Linked DNA regions of Muntiacus reevesi: region 2 is linked to region 1. The links are chromatin contacts, called in public Hi-C maps. All regions are on one chromosome and are shown on one strand. Each heading gives the region's core, a stretch centred on a gene start, on an enhancer-like site or on the middle of the called end of the contact. The rest is flanking DNA. Distances are from core to core; before and after follow the strand shown. Region 1 holds the start of TG (thyroglobulin). Region 2 holds the start of CCN4 (cellular communication network factor 4).

Evidence for each region. Hi-C and Micro-C count contacts between places; a contact is called where the count stands out from the background.
Region 2: a contact with region 1 is called in a Hi-C map of blood, with 4 times the contacts expected there. The contact joins the promoter of CCN4 here to the promoter of TG in region 1. A contact is called at or near these places in 3 of 3 Hi-C or Micro-C datasets (blood and muscle).

The regions. Positions count from the first base shown.
Region 1 is chr12:69,548,797-69,556,106 of mMunRee1.1, forward strand. TG (thyroglobulin) reads left to right here and starts at 4,020. Exons shown (of 48, transcript XM_065903111.1): 1 at 4,020-4,086; 2 at 5,017-5,125; 3 at 5,573-5,670; 4 at 7,034-7,237. The coding sequence starts at 4,020.
Region 2 is chr12:69,830,791-69,838,100 of mMunRee1.1, forward strand. CCN4 (cellular communication network factor 4) reads left to right here and starts at 3,696. Exons shown (of 4, transcript XM_065903140.1): 1 at 3,696-3,971. The coding sequence starts at 3,909.

The DNA.
Region 1 (7,310 bases), core at 2,770-5,269:
AAAAAATGGAGATGAGGAAGAAATATTTATAAGGCTAAGGTTTAAGGGCACCCTCTTAAAATTCTGGGCTTCCCTGGTGGTTCAGATGGTAAAGAATCCACCTGTAATGCGGGAGACCTGGATTTGATACCTGGATTGGGAAGATCCCTGGAGAAGGGAAAGACTACCCATTCCAGTATTCTGGCCTGGAAAATTCCATGGACAGAGGAGCCTGGCGGGCTACAGTCCATGGGGTCACAAGGAGTCAGACATGACTGAGCGACTTTCACTTTCTTAAAATTCCAGGACAGTGGTCACTGTGGGCTGTGAATGACTGTCCACCCAAGCTAGCCTATGGGGTTTCGCCAGGTGCACCTACCTTCAGCGTAGCAAATTAGACTCAAAGAGGAAGTAGAAGTTAAGAGATTTAAAATATGTTGAAGGGAAACAAATGCTCCTTAGATGAGGCCAATGTCAGGTTGCTGCCACTGGAAATTTCTCATTTTTACAAGAAAAATCACATTGGGTGGTTACTGTGGGCCAGGCCCTGTGCTGTGCGTCTTATGTTTATGTATTTAGCAATCACATCATCCTATAAACTTGGGCACTGATAACATTACAACTTCATAGATGAGAAACTGGATCATGGAGAGATTGAGTAGCTTGTCCAAGGTCAAGCCCTTGGTACTCTTGGGAGGATCTCATTGAGGTGGGAGCATGACTACTTTGATGGAGCTCTTTGGGTGTGGGCATTTAGGCTCCCCTGTGGGTCAATGCTGATGCCACCCTAGCTGGAAGGGTTGGCATCCTTATTATTGCTGGTTGGGGGCGAGTGGAAGTTCAGGCTGCCCACTTGGTCTCCACTGACCCCACAGGGAGAAGGGACTCATGACAGCCCAGCTGGGGTGAAAATTCTGGCTTCTCACATGGCCTTTCAGTCACCATCCTGGCTTGGAGAGACTCCTTAGCTTGGCAAGAATGGAATTCTTAGCTCCCTAGCTGGCTTTTGTTGGGTTAGAGTGGAAACACAGGGTTTTTTTTTTTTTTTTTTTTTTCCTGTGAGGTTTGCAAGAATAGAACAACTATTGTCTAAAAATCTTCCGTCTTGCAGACTGCCCGTCCCTGGACCTTTGGCTCAAAAAGGCTTTTCTTGGGACTTTTCTGGGGTCTGTGCTTCTTGGCATTTCTAGTTGGTGGTTTCTCTACCACGAGTATGAGATGTGTGAGGCAAGACAACATTCAGAGAACTTACTACCACACTGTTTCTCTCGTTTTGAGGTTGCTTGATGACTGTCTTCTTATCCATCTCTTAGTGTCTTCTTCTGTTTGTGTTACATATAATATCGAGGAGCTCTAAATGTATTTAGCTGGAGGAATAGGGGGAAATTGTGTCTATTTCATCTTCTGGAAGCAGAAGTCAAGTTCCAGGACTTTTGATGATTGCTTTGGCAACCTGGGGGAAAGAGGAACGTGGCTTTGCGTCACTGGTTCTGTGGCAGACGAGAGCAGTTGTCCAAAGCCATGGCAGGGGACCCAGCAACATGGCAGCAGCGGGATTTCAGGAGAGATGGCTGGTAAGCGCTTCTCTGTGGAGCCAGAAACTGCGGCATCTGATGTTTGCTTTGAAGCAATTTCCTCCCCTGGATTCCAGGATTCTCCCTTTGTCCCCAGTGTTTGTGTATGCATGCTCAGTTGCCCAGCTGTGTCCAACTCTGCGATCCCATGGACTGTAGCCCGCCAGGTTCCTCTGTCCACGGGACTCTCCAGGCAAGAGGACTGGAGTGGGTTGCCATTTCCTCCTCCCGGGAATCTTCCCGACCTGGGGATCAAACCCTGTCTCCTGTATCTCCTGCCTTGCTGGTGATTCTTTACTGGCTGGGCCATTGGGGTTATTATACACAGCCCCCTAGTCTTTGAGAATGAAGGAGATGAATGAGAAGGCACTGTGATTGTACTAGGATCCAGGAAGGAGGGGGAAGTGACAGGGCCAGTGAAGAGCCTGCAGAGAGGATGGAGGCCCAAGCCAGGAGCCAGACCAGCGAGTCGGCGCCTAGAGTTTCCATAGAGCATCCTCCTGGCTCATGGGGCATCAGATGAGAGCACTGGCAGGAGCTGAGTCATCATGAGAAAGGGGATTTCACGGTGTGGAGGCAGCGCCCTGGCATGGCTCTCTCCAAGCTCACCGCTTCATTGCTGGGGTGGAGAGAAGCACCTCTCCTTCCAGGTACATTGTGCTGACTCGGAAGGAAGCCCGGGCGGCTCTCACCCTCATTGACTCCGCTGCACCTCTTCCCAGGGGCCAGACCAGCGAGAATGACTCAGCACACAGGCTGGCCTGTGCAAGGCTCCTGCCTGTGTGCATGGGTGGTGGGAAGCATGAGGAGTGGGCTTTCTGGTAGACCTCAGCCTCAGCATTTTTAGTTTTTAAAAGGATTTTATTTATTTGTTTTGACGTGGACCAGTTCTAAAATCTTTTTACTTCTAAATTTACTTCTAAATTTTTTTACCATGTTGCTTCTGTTTTATATTTTGGTTTTTTGGCTGCGAGGCATGGGGGATATTAGCTCCCTGACCAGGGATTGAATCCTTGGCCCCTGCATTGGAAGGTCAAGTCCTAACTACTGGACTGCCTAGGAAGTCCCAGTTTCAACATTTTAGAAAATTCATCTGCTTTAGAACAGCTGGACATGGAGAGCTGGCAGGGGTTGCACATGGTCAGGCTCACTGTAATATCACAGTGTCTCCATAGCCTGGGCAGAACTTGGCTTGTGTGACTGGGGCTGTGGGCTCCCCAGGTGGTGTTAGTGGTAAAGAACCCTCCTGCCAGTGCAGGAGACATAAGAGACGAAGGTTCCATCCCTGGATCAGGAAGATCCCCTGGAGAAGGAAATGGCAACCCGCTCCAGTATTCCTGCCTGGAGAATCCCATAGACAGAAGAGCCTGGTGGGCTGCAGTCCATGGGGTTGCAAAGAGTCAGACACGACTGAAGCGGCTTAGCACCCAATGAGGGCTGCAGAGGGCCAAGCTGGGGGATTCTAATTCTCCAGTAAATGGCAGCACATCTTCTCAAATCATCTTTACCTAAAACCTAAGGCTCATTGTGATCTCCCTCACACCCAAGTGCTCTCCCAAACCTGCCCACGCTACCTTCTGAACACCCACGGAGCCTGGCTCCATCTCCCAGCCCTTTGATGGGAGAAGCAACTGGAGAAAGCTCACTGATGTACAGGCTTTGTGTGGAAGACAGGCCTTTTGGTTGTCTGAAGTCCTGGGACAGAGGGGAAAGGGGGATGAATATGAATATGGCTGTGTGTGTTTGGCTTATCTCATTAAAATCCCTACATTCTGTGTTAATGGCTCTGCTGTTTTGTTTCCTGCCTTACCCTCATGGCCTAGAATAGTGTCTGCTTCTCTATCAGACTCTAAAGGAACATTGCTAGAAGGCAGGCAGGAAGGAGGAGGGATGAGGAGGGAGGGAGGATTGTGTTTCTTTCACGGCGGGCCTGAACGTGTGGCCCACCAAGTTGGGAACTTTGGCCTTTACCCCTGAAGATGAATTATGAAGCCATGCCTGCAAGTTCTTCCCTGGTGGCTCAGATGGTAAAGAATCCGCCTGCAATACGGGAGACCTGGGTTCCATCCCTGGTTTGGGAAGATCCCCTGGAGAAGGGAACGGCTACCCACTCCAGTATTCTGGCCTGGAGAATCCCATGGACAGAGGAGCCTGGTGGGATGCAGTCCATGGGGTCGCATAGAGTCGGACGTGACTGAGCGACTTTTACACACACTCGTCCCCGGTTCTGCTTCCCTTAGCCTCCACAAGATTCTCACCCCACACTGGCCACACGAGTGTCCTCCAGGGGAACAGATGCAGGTGGAGGACCTCCTAGTGACCAGCAGAGAAAACAGGGTGGTGCTGCTTCCCTGAGTGCCTGTGGGTGGGGGCTAAGTGCCCACAGTGGTGCTATAAAGGCTGCTTGGCCAGAGCCCTAAGCTGGGCAGCAGCTTCTGACCCTTCGTCCCTGGAAGGGCTCCCGAGATGGCCCTGGCCCTGTGGGTCTTCGGTCTGCTGGACTTAGTCGGCTTGGTGTCAGCCAACATCTTTGGTGAGTTCTGACCCTGTGGTCTCAGAGTGTCGGGTCAGGAGGGACCTCTCAGGCCAGCTCCTTGTTAGCCAGGATCTGCCCCAAGCCCTGGGAACATTTGTGACCTCATTTAATCCTCACACTGTCCCGAGGTCAGTTATGCACTCTTCCCTTTTCAGATGAAGAGACAGGAGGTCTGAGAAGTCACAGAGTTAGTGATCGGTGGAGAGGACACGGGAAACTAGATCTTCCTAATTGGATTCTAGTTCCCCTCACCCCACCCTGTTAGCAAATGTTGGTATTGACTATTTTTTTTTTTAATTATCTTCACAATCTCAAGTCCCAGGTTGTCCATATGGGGTATTTGAGAAATAGCAGGTAGTGAAAAACACAAATCCACCCATGGTGTGAAATAGACCTGAGTTCTATTATGCTGCAGCTCAGCCACTTGGCGTTGATTTTGGATAAAGTCTCAGCCCGTTTCCTCTCTGGGAAGGAAGCAGTTGTGACTGTGATTTCTGAATAAGCCCCTGCACGTTACATGCATTCTCCATCGAGGCCAGGAAGGTGCTCTGTCTGCAAGGAGTGCCTTGATAAACTCAAGAACACCTCCTTTATGGTGTTCCCTGACCCAACCGTGGTCTTGGGGAACGCACAGTCCAAGGGTCCTCTGTGAACCCTTCTCTTGCCAACGGTCTGATCCTGAACAGATTACATTCCCGGCCGAGTCTCAGGGCCAACTGGGTAAGATGGTGACATCACCTCCCAGGGGGTCAGGGGAGTTAATGTCAAACTTGTGAGTAGCCGCAAAACCGTGACTTGGAATATACTTGCTGATGGTGCTAGAAATAAAACCCGGAAGAGGGTCTGTGTCTCCAGCGAGCCCGTCTCCATTACTGGAATCCAGGCAGCAGGTCCTCTCTCATGCGCGGCATCACCTCCTTTGTGCAGAGTACCAGGTGGACGCCCAGCCTCTCCGCCCGTGCGAGCTGCAGAGGGAGAGGGCTTTCCTGAAGCGAGAAGACTACGTCCCCCAGTGCGCCGAGGACGGCAGCTTCCAGTAAGGCCTCCTCCAGCCGTGCGAACCCAGGGGCCTTAAAATCCACCTTCTTCCTGTCCCCGCTCCCTGCCCTTTACGCTCCTCCTCAAAACTGACCTGTGGCCACTGTTGCTGCAGTGCTCCCCAGACCCGTCAGCACTGAGTCATCCGACGCTCGTGGCCCCTATCCATGCTTCCTTCCAGCCAGAAAGAACCACAGCCGTCCCTTCCTTTCCTGACAAAACTTTTTACCGTAATTGTTTTAATAAGGGTGCACAAGGTGATGGTGATGGGGTGGTGGGATCTAATGACTAACGCTCCGATGCCCCCTCTCCTCCCTGCATTGAAAAGGTGCTTTCTCTAGTTATCTGTCACACTTCACACCCGTCTTTTTTCTAACTGAAATGAGTTAAAGGGTGGAGGGAAGGAAAAGGAAGAAGGGGACCTGACTGTGGCTCCTGTCCCCAGGACCATCCAGTGTGGGAAGGATGGGGCCTCCTGCTGGTGTGTGGACGCTGATGGCAGGGAAGTGCCTGGTAGCCAGCAGCCCGGGCGGCCTGTGGCCTGTAAGTAGGAAGGGGAGGAACTGCAGGGGGCAGCTCAGGCCTGGATAGAGCCCTGGGCTCGGGTGCACCCGGGGCTAGTCTCCCTCTGGGCTGCAGATCGTCCTCTGAATTAGGCCCCACCTCCTATGGGACTGCTGTGAAAATCAATGGGACAATCAAGTCATGTGTTTGGCAAGTAGCCTCTGACTTTCCCCTGTGCCAGGCCCCACGTCTGAGGCTAAGGATGCATCAGGGAAGAGACTTCAAAGTCCTCTGAAACCAGAAAGTGCCCTCTTGCTCAGGAAGTGTTTTTCTCAACTGGGATGTTTCTAAGATTTGAGACTTAAGGCAAAAACTTTCCTGTTAAAATAATTGCTATGATGATTGGTCAAAGAAGCTCAGTTCCCTCTTTAAAGCGTGTCACAGTAAAGCTATAACAAGGGTCAGTTTAAGCTGCTCATCTTAAAATGGTGAGACTGAGCTTCAAACCAGTTATCCTTTAAGAGAGCAAAACTCTGTTGCAGCGCTGGTTTTGGGGGCCAGCACGCTGGCTTGGGGAGCAAGCTGACTCCCAGCAGTCCTGCTGAGTGACCTCTGCTGGGCTCCCCGCTGTCACTGAACTCCAGTTCCTGGTCTGTAACGGGATCTGCTGTAGGGGCAGCTCTGACGGTCGTGAGGGTTTAAATTGCACGTTAAGATATCTGGCCCCCAGTAGGTACTGAGCAGGGGCAGCAATCACTAGGGTCACTAGTCCTCACGCACCTCAAGTTGACTTGTTGTTCAGTCACTAAGTCGTGTCCACATCTTTGCGACCCTGTAGACTGCAGCACGCCAGGCTCCTCTATCTTCCACTGTCTCCCGGAGTTTGCTCAAATTCATGTCCATTGAGTCAGTGACGCCATCTAACCTTGCTCTGCCATCCCTTTGTCCTTTTGCCCTCAGTCTTTCCCAGCATCAGGGTCTTTCCCATGAGTTGTATTTTAATTCTATGGAGAAGGCGAGTTGGGCTCGGAGGGGTGAAGACTCCCCCAGGTCACAAGGGTGTGCAGGAAATTCGTATTCAGACGAGATGTCAACAGCCGGCCTGTGCTCCCTTCACACCCCACCTCTGCAGCTGCAGGGCTGTGGGGTGTCCCATGGACTGAGGGGACGCGATGAAACCTGCCCTTCCCAGCTCGGCCTGCAGGATGCCAGAAGAAATCCTGGGATATGGAGTTGGGCAGGCCGAACACTGGCCCAGAGGCTGCTGCCGGCTCTCGGGCCTCCTTGGGTGGTGGGAAGGGCCGCCCTGCCTTCCCGCCCCTAGGGAGGGTGCATGGTCCCCCGGGGCGCGGACCGTACGTGGTCCCCCCGCCTGCTCTGACACCGCTCTTTGCCACCCCAGGTCTGTCGTTCTGCCAGCTGCAGAAGCAGCAGATTTTGCTCAGTAGCTACATCAACAGCACGGCCGCGTCCTACCTTCCCCAGTGTCAGGATTCGGGGGATTACTCGCCCGTGCAGTGCGACCTGCGGCGGGAGCAGTGCTGGTGTGTGGACGCGGACGGGATGGAGGTGTACGGCACCCGCCAGCGGGGGAGGCCGGCGCGGTGTAAGTGCCACAAGCATCGGGGCACCGGGGGAGGCGGAGGTCCTGGGCAGCCTCCCACACCTGACCGAAGCGG
Region 2 (7,310 bases), core at 2,446-4,945, 280 kb after region 1:
CCTGTCTTCCTTCCTTCCTTCTCCTCTTCTTCCTTCCTTCCTTCTTCCCTTCTTTCCTCAATCTAGCCGTCCTGTCACTACATCATCCATCTGTGCCCTTCACTGCTCTGACCCTTCACTTGAAATCTGCCTCTAACACATGCTGGGTTCTGTGGGTTGCCAGGCTGCAGCCCACAGAGGCAGACAGACAAGGACCTGGCCTCACCCGTGGACCTCACTACCCAGGAGGGAGACAGTCAATAGCTAAACAAACAAGCCTGGGCCCGGGCAATGGAGGAAGCTGGTGGGTGATGAAGCTGGAGTCAGGTGGAGGGGGCAGAGAAGGGAGACGTGGAAGACTACAGACGTGGAGCCCATCCTGGGGAGACCTGGTAAACAGACTGTTCCAAACGGTAGAATCATCTTCCCACACATTCAGTCATTCATCCACCTGCCCACTCATCTATCCATCTACTGCATTCTTTCCTGCATTTTTTCATTTACTTGTTCCCTCCATGAAGCAACTTGGTCTACTCGAAAAAGTTGTTTGGGACCACACAGGTCTGGGCTTCCCTGGTAGCTCAGACAGTAAAGAATCCGCCTGCAATGTGGGAGAGCTGGGTTTGATCCCTGGGTTGGGAAGATCCCTTGGAGGAAGGCATGGCAATCCACTCCAGTATTCTTTCCCGGAGAATCCCAGGGACAGAGGAGCCTCGTGGGCTACAGTCCACGGGGTCACAAAGACAGAGACACGACTGAGCGACCAAGCCCAGCACAGAGGTCTAAGTTCTGATGACAACTTTGCCGTGTAGAAGCCTAATGACTGGAGAAAGTAATTTCGTCTTTTTATGCCTCCGTTTTCTCATCTGTAGTATGGGCAAAAGATACCTTGAGACAGGATTTGATGAGATGACAAGGGTCTGCAGGAACATGATAGATGCTCCATAAATGCAGCTACTATTCCTGGCACCACAGTCTAGTCATGTAGAGATTTCCCAACTCACAAGCGGGAAATGCCTGACCCTAGACTCCCCACTCACCAGGGCTGACTGACCCTAGACACACTGACCCTGGGCTGCATCATGAGGTCTGCCAAGATGCCTAACCCCTGACACAGAATGGACCCAAGGCCACCACCCAGTCAGACCAGCCTGGGAGTGGCCCATCCCGGCTCCTCCATCCACAAATCCTGGGATGCTCTGAGTTGTCTGCTTCTGGCCTCCTAGTGATCACATAGTGTAGGCACTAATATGGTCCTATTCCTTCAAGCAGGCAGACTGAGGCACAGAAAGACTGCTGGTTGGCCAAGGCTCACCAAAGAGCTGCAGAGCTGTGGTGGTGCCTCAGGTGTTTCTCCTCCTAACCTGTTGCCGTTCCTGGGACGCCGTGTCACCTCACTCCAGGTTTCCTTGGCAGTGAAGAATGGCATCTGCCAGTGGGGCCAGCTGAACCATCCGGCTTCAGCAGTAGGCACATGGGGCCAGTATTTCGATCACGATTTGGGGAGAAAGTATTAGTCGCTCAGTTGTGTTCGACTTTTTGCAACCCCATGGACTGTAGCCCGCCAGGCTCCTCTGTCCATAGAATTCTCCAGGCAGGAATCCTGGAGTGGGTTGCCATTTCCTTCTCCAGGGGATCTTTGCAACCCAGGGATCAAAACCGAGTCCCTTGCATTGCAGGTGGACACTACCATCTGAGCAGCCAAGGAAGCCCTATGAATTGCTCTATCTGTTGCAAATGCTTGTTGCAATCAGATTTCCTGAAAGCAAGTCTGGCATTCTCTGGGTTCAGCTTCACTCTTAGTACAGAACCTTGAGGGACTTTGGCAGGTCAAGCCTGCTTGGAAGGGCTCGGTTGTTGTCAGGGTTCAAAGACTTTGGCTCCAGTTTCCCGTCTGCCACTAATTTAGGGCCTGGCATCCCTGAGTTCCCATTTCCCCTTCCTCGTAACAGAACAGTAATACCATCCACCTTGTGGTAACTCCTTTAATCACAGTTTAGTGCAGTGCTGGCCTCAAAGAATTTGTTTCTAAGAGTATCAAGTATGTTCATGAGAACAAAATAAGAACTGACTTATTGGATGGTTTCTATGTGATGGATATCTTCATTGCCACTTTATATACATGATTTCTATAAATTCCATATCTTAGTTAGGACGCATCTGGCTCAAGGAACAAATTACTCTTAATCTCTAATCCATACGTGGGAAGTCTGAAGGTCCAACTTTGACTCAGCAGCACCTTAGAATCCAAGGACCCAAGCTTTTTCTCTCCTCCTCTTCTACCATCCTTGGTACATTAGCTTTTCATCCTCCAGCTTGTGCCTCGTATGCTCAAAATGGTTGCTGCAACTCCAACCTTCACCTTTGAACTCAAGGGAAGAAACAATGAGTAGAGAAGTTTGTTCCACCTCCTGAGGAATGAAATCCTTTCTAGGAATACCCCCACAAATGTCTTTTTCTGTTTCATTGGCCGGAATTGGGTGAGAGGCCCACCCTTAGGTCAATGAATGGAGAAATCATCAGAGCCACCTCTTACGGGGTCATGTCTATGGTCATAAACTCCCTCCACAGACACAAACCTGCCGCCACTTCCAAGCAGCCGCATGTGGTTCAGCATCCCCTTGTTGAAGTTACAGGGAAAGGGAAGCCATGGCGTAAGTGTTATGAAAACCACAGGGGAAAGGACGTCCCTGAGGTCCAGGGATGGGGATTTGCTGGGGAAAGAGACGGGCAGCACGGGGTCCACTGAGGCTGCATGCAGTGCAGAGGAGGGAGAGGCAAGGGAAGAAAAGAAATCAGGGAGGCAGCTGGCCCGGAGGCCACGCCGGGACTGGACATTCCATGCTAAGTCAATCGGCAGGCTTAGGGAGGCTGGGACCGGGAGAATGCCATCACCTTAGTTCTATTCACCAAGGTTCGCTCTGGGGGCTCTGAGAAGGGTGGTAGGTAACCAATAGGAGTCTGTGGCTAAGGCCCACATGGGGGTGAGGGGGCTGGACTAGGGCGGACCAGGCTCCAAAGGAGACCCCCTTACCGCTGTGGCAAGTGTGTTGCAGAGCATGACGGCCAGCACCCCGAGCCCACCAGGGACGGCAAGCACCCGGATGCAGGGAGACAGCTCTAGCATCCAAGGGTGTGTATGTGTGTGTTAGTCGTTCAGTCGTGTCTGACTCTTCGCGACCCTATGGACTGTAGCCCGCCAGTACCCGTCTTCAGGCTAAGAGCAGGGGAGGGAATGCCCGCAAACTGAAACCAGGGCTTTAATTTGTAGAGGGGGTAATGATGGTGTCCCGGGCTCCAGTTCTAAGCTCATTTGTGAATTCCTACCATTTCGAGATCAGTGGACTAAAGCCATCCTCTTTTCTTGCAGCCAGAGAGGAGTGAAAGATGACAAATGCAAACCAGAAGTAGGAGCAGCTGGGAGGGAATGGGAGGGAGTTGATCTTCTCCATTGGGAGCACTTTCAAAGCCCCTGCCAGCACCAGGTCCTGAAACTGGATCTCCGCCTCCTCCTGGTACCCTCTACCAGCTCCCCCTCCCCACCTTTGAGAAATGCCCAGGGAAGGTGACCCTGGCTCCTTCTGTGAGGTTTTACCACCCCCGGTGTGAAATCACAGCCCTGTAACTTTCCCTTTAAGAGCTGTCAGAGCCGGGGAGGCTGGCCAAGCTTGGGTTGGAGGTGGGGACAGAGGAAAGAAAGAAAAAAAAAAGAGGAGAGAGAGAGACAGGAAAAGTTTTTTCAGAGGAAAATGCAGGGTTTGTCCTTAACCCTGACGTCAGATCTTGCTTTAATAAAACCCCCCGAGGGCTGCGGGAAGAGGCGTATCTGGCACTTCTGATGGGCCAGGTCAGTCTCGGTCCAACTCCCCCGAGAAGTGGCCGGATCCTCTGGGCTACTCCGTAGATGCCTTGGCCACTGACCTCCAGGCATGAGGTGGTTACTGCCCTGGACGCTGGTGGCAGCGGCAGCAGCGGGCGGCACCTTGACCGTGGTGAGTCCTGCCCCGAGGGGCGCCGTCCCCACCGGTCCTGCTGCACGGGTGGGCGGGATGAGAAGGGCTGATATGTCGGGGGGGCGGGCAGGGAAGTGTCCATGAGGAGCCAGGGCGAGCCCCAGGGTGAGGAGTTGGGTCGCTGGGGACAGCTGGGGCTGGCAGGACGGGAATCTCGGCCAGTACCTGGGGAAACAAACCAAACAGGACTTCTATGCCCTTTATTTCCCACCTGAAATGCAGTAGAAAGGGGTCACTCGGAGGAAATGAGAGTCAGGGGGCCTGGACTCCAGACAGAGGTCTGCACAGACTCGCTGTGTGACCTCGGGCTAGTCACTCACTCTCTCTGAGCAGCGTGAGGTGAGGAAGATTGTTGTTAGACTTCTCGCCTTTGGCTTTGGAAAATGAGTCTCCAAGTGTTGGAGATACTACAAGAGGGGGTGGAAAGGACCAAGGAAAGTTGGAAGGAAAAGGCCAGCTTTCAACAAAAGCGCTCACTTGTGCCACAGGACGCATGATGATTCTCCAACCACAACCACCTTGGGCTTGCATAGCTCTCTACAGTTTATGAAGCATGCACATTTGGGTCCTGTAGAAGATACCCGCTGGTTCGGGGGGACCCGGAGGGTCCTCTGTCTCCCACCTCCATCCTGGGGCACACCGAGGGGAAGGGAGAAGTTCTGCACCTCCGAGAAGCCAGGGAGCGAGACACGTGGCAGCATGAAGCCAGGCAGCTGGCACAGGCCGGGCAGCAGGCACAGGGCGGGCAGGGGGTGGGCAGCTGCAAAGAACTTCTGAGTCAAGAGCCCACAGCCCGGGCCAGGGCCTGCTGCCACTCCCACAGACAGCTTTCTTGGGAATTGATGTGCCCCATTTCCAGGCGAGGAGACTGAGGCTGGAGGGGGTAAGCTACTTGCCCGTGGCCTCAAAGACACTGGTTCTGATTCAGCCAGATCTGAGGCTCAGAGCTGACCACAGGCCAGTGGCTCATAGGCGCTGGGAGATGGGTGTTCCTCCAAGAACGGTAGAGTGCATGATGCGGGCAGGTAGAGTTGGTGACTCGCTGTTGAATCCCCCTGCCTTGGGTGACTGTTGCCCAGTAATTGCCAAATAAAAAGCATATTAATTCCATTTTAAGAATGAAAGAAATAGAGACAGGGGCAAGCCAGGGACTTGCCCAGGGTCTCACCATCAGTAAGTGGAAGATATTTTTTTGCCAAATGCCACTCTTTGCTGCAGACCCAAGCAACCAGGAGGCACCACAGCAGCCTTTATTTCAGAGCTGCTGTGTCTGGGAGGACAGGGGGTGGATGGAGAAGAGGTGAGAAGGGTTGGGTAGCGAGGTCTGAGTGAGGAGGAGGAGAGAGATATGTTGGGGGGGTGGTGTCCCAGTACATAGGAACACCAAGCACCTCCTCAGAAGGGAGGTACTTTCTTCTCTGAGAAAGAAGGGCCACCGGCCCACAGGCTCAGCTGAGGGGGCGTGCAGCATGGGATCTGGGAATCCAGACAGCCCCAGAAGCAGAATGGAGGGAAGGCTTTCAAGAGGAGACGGGGACCTCTCCTCTCCCCCAGACTGGGACCTTCTCTGGGGACCCACGGTAATCCCCTAACACTGTTGTGTGATTCAGGAGCTCCCCACACAGAGTCTTAATGCCCCCGGTGAGGGCTGGGAGACACACACCGTCAACCTGCACTTTGCTTCAGAGTCAGCTTCCATCCATGCTCATCCCCCCCAAGCTCACTTACAAGGGGACTGTAAGTCCACTCAGGGTCCTGGGGGCATTTAATGAAGAAAAGAAATAAATGATGATAAATGTTCACATGGAGGAAAAAATTCGGTGAGGACTGCCAAGAAAGCTTCAGGGAAATCAAAGTGTGAGGGAGGACTCACCTCATCAGATAGTAAAACATTATCAAAGTTCTGTAATTGAAGGAGGAAGAAGCCAGCACAGGAAGAGATAAATCCAGGAGCTGGACAGGGCAGAGAGCTCAGAAACACAGCCAAGTGTATTCGGGAATGTAACATATGATAGAGGTGAACCACAGGCAGGCCTTGTTCTTCCATCTCTTTGTTTTTTTGTTTTTTTTTTCTTCTACATGTATTGAGGACTTCCCATGTGCTAAGAGAAAGGGCCTACATTGTGGGGTGGGGGGCGTTGCTGTACCAAATACTATCTATTTATACACATTAGACGTTCCTCAGTTCATCCAAATGATATTTTTAAAAATGCATTTATTTTTGATCAGAGGATAATTGCTTTACAATGTTGTGTTGGTTTCTGCCAAACATCAGTATGAATCAGCCACAGGTACACACGTGTCCCTCCCTCTTGAACCTCCCCCCCGCATCCCACCCCTCTAGGTTGTCACAGAGCCCCGGGTTGAGTTCCCTGAGTCACATGGCAAATCCCCACTGGCTCTCTGTTTTGTATGGTGGTGTATATATTTCCATTCTACTCTCTTATGATTCTTTATTAAGCATCTCCTAAATTCTCATAGTAACACGGTTAAAGCAGAGATAATCATCCTTCTCTGCAGATTACAAACTCTAGCTCAGAGAGGTTCAGTAATTTGCCCAAGGTCACACAGCTAGCCATCAGTGGAACTGACCTTTGAACCTAGGTCAGCTCTCAGCAGTGCAGCGTCCTGCCTCCCTGGTCCTTGTGCAGACATGAGGAGCACAGGGTCTGCTCGCCTACCGAGTTTACTAGGCTGGAGAGGCAGGGAACAGCCTCGCCCACCATGGGAACGAAGGCGACAGGGGTGACGCTGTCATGGAGAGCGAGGCTGGGTACAGACCCTCCACTGGCTGGTCCCCTAACCACTTGGACCTCCCCGTCTTCTCTTGTTAATCGGGGCTGACAGCCTGAGCCCCCCACAAGCTCCCCGTGGCCGAGGAGTGAACACCGAGGAGCTGATCGGGGGAAGTATCTCAGTGTCATGGGACCAGGACACAAAGAAAGTGAAGTCGCTCAGTCGTGTCCGACTCTGCGATCCCATGGACTGTAGCCCACCAGGTTCCTCCGTCCATGGGATTTTCCAGGCAAGAAGACTAGAGTGGGTTGCCATTTCCTTCTCCAGGAGATCTTCTCAACCCAGGGATTGGACACAAATGCTGTGCTAATAAATTCTTGGGGGCACACGTGAGGTCTCTGATAGTTTGTGTAAGGCTGAGACTCATATCTCTTCTCCCATAGAAATGTGTGTGGGTGTGCACAGAGGTACAAGTGCATGTGTGGTGTGTGTGTATGTGTAAGTGACTGTGGCTTGTCTGAAGGTATAGATCCTCATGGTGTGAGGATGCGTGAGCTGGGTGTGAAACTCAAACCCACTCTC